Linked DNA regions of Zea mays: region 2 is linked to region 1. Evidence: chromatin contacts called from public Hi-C data. All regions are on one chromosome and are shown on one strand. Each heading gives the region's core, a stretch centred on a gene start, on an enhancer-like site or on the middle of the called end of the contact. The rest is flanking DNA. Distances are from core to core; before and after follow the strand shown. Region 1 holds the start of LOC100192013 (Protein STAY-GREEN LIKE chloroplastic). Region 2 holds the start of LOC100192509.

What was found. Hi-C and Micro-C count contacts between places; a contact is called where the count stands out from the background.
Region 2: a contact with region 1 is called in a Hi-C map of ear, with 1.7 times the contacts expected there. The contact joins the promoter of LOC100192509 here to the promoter of LOC100192013 in region 1. A contact is called at or near these places in 3 of 25 Hi-C or Micro-C datasets (ear, leaf and tassel).

What each region holds. Positions count from the first base shown.
Region 1 is chr2:28,068,796-28,071,397 of Zm-B73-REFERENCE-NAM-5.0, reverse strand. LOC100192013 (Protein STAY-GREEN LIKE chloroplastic) reads left to right here and starts at 1,289. Exons shown (of 3, transcript NM_001137437.1): 1 at 1,289-1,543; 2 at 1,635-1,955; 3 at 2,035-2,602. The coding sequence starts at 1,415. The coding sequence ends at 2,283. LOC100384583 (Protein CHROMATIN REMODELING 24) reads right to left here. Exons shown (of 20, transcript NM_001347190.1): 20 at 2,366-2,602. The coding sequence ends at 2,568.
Region 2 is chr2:28,218,086-28,220,687 of Zm-B73-REFERENCE-NAM-5.0, reverse strand. It overlaps LOC100192509, which reads left to right and starts at 1,297. Exons shown (of 12, transcript NM_001308359.1): 1 at 1,297-1,465; 2 at 1,944-2,076; 3 at 2,310-2,602. The coding sequence starts at 2,352.

The DNA.
Region 1 (2,602 bases), core at 40-2,539:
TCTGACGGTTTCGACCGTTGGAGCTCTGACATCTTGGGGCACCGGACAGGCACTGTTCACTGTCCGGTGCGCCTTCTGGCGCTGTTCTGACTCTGCGCGAACTGTCCGCGCACTGTTCACGTTGCAGACGACCCTTGGAGTCGACCGTTGCGCTCGCTAGCCGTTGCTCCGCTGTCACACCGGACAGTCCGGTGAATTATAGTGAAGCGGCGTCTGAGAAACCCGAAGGTGAAGAGTTTAAACTGTGCGGCCCCCGGTGCACCGGACACTGTCTGGTGGCACACCGGACAGTCCGGTGTGCCAGACCAGGGTTCTCTTCGGTTTCTTTTGCTCTTTTCTTTTGAACCCTAACTTAGATCTTTTTATTGGTTTGTGTTGAACCTTTAGCATCTATAGAATATATAATCTAAAGCAAACTAGTTAGTCCAATTAATTTGTGTTGGACATTAAACCACCAAAATCATTTAGAAAAAGGTTTAAACCCTATTTCTCTTTCAATGAACACGGACACTCTCAGGCTCAAGCTCTCAAGCATATAGACATCATCAGCAATACAACATAGGATGACACCTACGTTTGGTTGGAGAAAACTGCAATGGACTATCAAAACTTTTGATTTTAGCAACTCGCTTCTTCCTTCTCTATATTCAATTGGAACCAATCCAGCAAATTTTCGTCACTTTTAATCTCAACATACACTTCATCATCGCTGCACTCACACCATAGTGTTAAGTATTTCTTAGACCCCCATATACGATGTTGAGCAATGTCATTAACTGGCTGCAACAAATTATAGCTATCTTTGCAATATTGCTTTGGGGCCTCCAGCAAACTAAAATACGATTCAACTCTAACCATGATTTTCAATTTTGATGCTATTTGCCTATGAATCACAAAAAAATCGCAGTTAGTTAAATTGTGTCTACAGATTGAAACTAGCACTTGTTTGTTAGAGTTAAATTGAAAAATAGTAGATGGAAGAATACCCTTGGTTCATTGACACCAACTCTAACATTGCTTGGAGCTAGATCCTCTGTTCCCTACCTGAAGTCGTCTGGAGCCTCCTTGCCTAGAGTCGTTCAAGTCGTCGTCAGTGCCGTTATCCTTATTGGGACAGGACAGCCAGTAGAAACATGCCAGCTGTCTCCCGTGGCTGGAGGGAGGGCCGCTTGGTGCCCCGTCAACCTTCTTCCTTCCTTCCAGGCTTCCACAGCCACAAACCGGCGCAGCGGCCACGTCCCTCCCTCCCCAGCTCTCCTCTCCTCCTCCAGTACTCCACACCGCACCCCTCCTGGACGTCGCCGGCCGCATTAACACCAAGAACAGAAGAGAGGAAGAGACACCGCAACCGCATTACCATGAGAGAGAGCTAGGGGGGCCTGGCCTGCTGCCCCTGCATCGTCTGACCCTGAAGATGGCGGCAGCAGCATCCATGGCGGCCCGTAGCCGCGCGCTCGTTGCGAGCAGGAGGAGGATGGGTGGCCCGCCGCGTCTCTTGGTCGTCAGCTGCGACGCCAGGACAGCGGATGCCTACTGCTCCCTGGTAGGTATGCTATGCATGGTTTTTGTTCTGATTGATTAATTAGTTAGTTAGTTAGTTAAAATGTGTGTCGATATATATACATCTGCTGCAGGCCGCAAAGATTTTGGGACCTCCCACGACCTTCAATGCAGCGAAGCTCAAGGTGGAGTTCGCCGGGGAGGAGCTCCGGCCTCCTTTCCCCAGAGCCTACACTCTGACCCACTGCGACTTGACGGCGAACCTGACGCTGGGCGTGATGAGTAGCGAGCAGCTGCGCAAGTCGACGCTGCAGAGGGACGACGTGGTGGCAGAGTGGAAGGAAACCGCCGGGGAGATGACGCTGCAGGTGCATTGCTTCGTCAGCGGCGCCAACCTCCTGCAGGAGCTGGCCGCAGGTTTCAGATACTACGTCTTCTCCAAGGAGCTACCGCTGGTACGTGCGTTCCAACTAACCAACTTTAACCTTATAGACAGTAGGCTGATGATTGATGGATCTGGTCTCATGCATCAAGGTCCTCAAGGCGGTGGTTCATGGCGACGCCGCTCTGTTCGCCGACAGGCCGGAGCTGATGGAGGCCAAGGTGTGGGTGCACTTCCACTCCAGCTCTCGCAAGTACAACCGGTTAGAGTGCTGGGGCCCGCTCTGGGAGGCTGCCACAACTACCAGGAGGAACCACCACCTGCTGGAGCTGGACCAACTGCAGAGCGCCATCACCAAGAAGAAGACTATCTTTAACGCCCTGCTCGCCCTTCTCCTCTGATTTTGATTCAGCCGCCTATACAATGAACGGACGGACTATAGAGTGATCAAGCAAACCCACCAAGCATTCTGCATCTCTGTCTGACTGTAATGGTTGCTGCTTTGTCTGGGGATTATATTATTCATATAATCATCATCAGAAAAAGCATTGTATTGCATAAACGATAGACCCAGCCCAGAGATGCAGCAAAAAGAGCAGACTTGATTGATGCTAGTCACAACCCAGTGACTAAAGCTATTCAAAACACTTTACTTTTGCCGAGCACAGACTCTCCATGTCTTGGATCAGTCATCCAAGGAAATCACTTCAGTGCCCCCCT
Region 2 (2,602 bases), core at 48-2,547, 150 kb before region 1:
GTTACTGTGCGTGACTAATTAATAATAGAACAATAACATGTTTGGTTTCAAGAATGAGATAGTCTATCATCTTCTCACTTTCTTGTTTGATTTTGTGGAATGCATTTTCTCACTTTTTTGTTGAATTTGTGGAATGGAAGGAGTGTATCCTATCACCATTTCATTTCTCGTAGGCTAATAATTACTGATAATATCATAAATGAGTTTATTTTACTAAATTTATATAATGGATTCATGATGCACTATGTCAAATAGAATAGATTGGTTTTTTATACGAATTAACCAAACAGCTTCCTAATAAGTGGCTCGATCACCATGAGGGCCCCTTATTATGCTTCGACATTTAGGGCGTGTTTGGTGTGGCGCCTAAGCCGCCACACCGCGCCACACTTTTAAGCCATATGTGTGGCGGTCGATTTAGGCGCCACACCTGAGGCTTAAAAGTGTGGCGCGGTGTGGCGACTTAGACGCCACACCAAACACGCCTTTAGTAAGACCGCGAAAACGCTCCAAACAAAGGCGTAGCGATCCTATGAGTCTATGATGAGGGGGTGGCCGCCGCGCTTATTTTTTAATCTGATCCGGAGGGGTTAAGCAAGCGGGTGTGTTCATGTCGTCATGCCGTGATCCAGCGCTGGGAGTTAATTAGTTGTTGCGCGGACGTCGATCGGGTAGGAGGACTGCTTCAACACGTACCAAAAGCACAGTGCTCTCCGTACCGTACGCACTCGTACGTCATCTACGCTAGCTCGTTCCAATCAAACTCGGAACCACACAGGCCAGAGAACCAAACAAACGCATAAGGAACGAGTCCTCCCTCCGTCGTCCCAGTGCAAAAGTGGAACTTTGTTTCGCCGCCCGACCGAATTTTGCTAGCTGCATGCTCCGCTCCGCGATTCTCCAGAGCCCGAAGAAGACGTAGAAGAAATGTCCGCCTGCCTTACACTCCGGTCAAGTCTTTCTTGCGTTGCGTTGCGTCGACTCTCCAGTTCTTTGAGGGCATCTGGTTTATCCTATTCTATCATATCCTATCATATCATATACTCCGAATTTCCCGACCGATCGGCACAGCCATACAGGTGTCTGGACAAGCGGTTGAGCCTTGGTAGTTCACGTGATAGGCGGCCGGTCGTGCAAGCGGGGAGATCACAGGTTTGTGCCGCAGCCCGCAGGCATGACCGCATGACTCACCACGAGATCTTTTCCTCGCGAGTTTCCGTGCCGCTGACCAGCTGTGCGCCTGCCTCATAATTGATAGACACAGGTCATCTCATCAACCCTGTAGGCCTCTCCCTTCTTCTGCTCTCCCTCCCTTCTCAAGGCTTCCTCCTGCAGTCCAGCTCACCAGGACCAGGAGGAACAAAGAAGTTGCATCGAACACAGCTGAGTTCCTCCCTCTTCCCTGAAATGCGCCCGGCAGCTAGAAAGGAGCAGCTAGCGGGCGGGCTGCCCATACGTCGTTGAGGTGAGGGATTAGTTCGTTGGTTCTCTTCCTCCGGATTTTTTTTTTCTGCTCGATGCCACAATCTCCGAAACAGCTTTCCGATTCAGCGAACTCCAACGCGCGTTTCGATATACGGCGGTGGATCGGAGGCGTCTCTTCTCCGGCCGGTGATGCATTGCTTTGCTCGGCCTACTGCTTGCTGCTCATGGTGGTAGCACTAGCAGCTAGCGCCAGGCACTCGCGCCCAGCGTTTTCTTTACGGCACAACTTGCGGCCGATTTCCAAACACACACACACGCAAACGTCTTTTCTGGGCGAAAAGTATGCCGGTTGGCCGTACATTACGCCAAGTTGCGCTACGGTTCCGATGCTGATTACTGGTCCTGGTCCCCCACCACCGCGAACGTCTACAGGATAAGACCAGTCGCCTCTCGCTCCGTTCCGCTCGCTTGTGTTGTCCTTGTCCGTTGTGCGTGCTTTGTGCTGCGCGCGCGTGCAGCACCGCGGAGACGGCCGGGAGCAGGGGGGGCGGGAGGGATAGTGGCGGCCTCTGCTGCTGCTGGTCGAGGCTTCGATTCCGGGCGGGGGCTGGTGGTCTCGAGAATCCCGGAGGGAAGGGAGCGAGCGCAAAGGTGAGAGTTGGGAGAAGGAACATTTCTCTCTTCAAACCCGTTTGTATGCCTAGGAAGAAGGAACAAAAAAAAAAAGGAATTCCAAAACCCTCTTTTTCTTCGTGGTATCTTCTGGTTCTGCCGTGAATTCTTCGTGTGCGGCGAAGCTCTTTCTTCTTCGCTGTTTTTTTTTTGTGTGTGTGTGTGTCTGTTGTTGTGTTCCTGATGTCGTGGTGAATTCGTCATGCCTGCAGATAGATACCTAAGCGGGCCGCTTCCGCTGCACAGCCACAGGCATGGGGTGCGGGGCGTCGAGCCACAAGGACGCCGGGGCGCGCCGGAGACGGCCTGGGAGCGTCGGCGACGTGGTCGTTTTCCTCCCGGGCCTCCGGGTGCCGAGGGCCGTCGACTTCGCCCAGGCGCTCGGCGGCTGCCTGGCCAGGGCTATAGTCGAGCGGCTGTCGGCTCTGAGGTCGCGGGTCGTCGAGATGGCAATGCAAGAATCGGCGGCGGCGCTCAAGCCCAGGCGGAAGGCGGCTGCACGGCA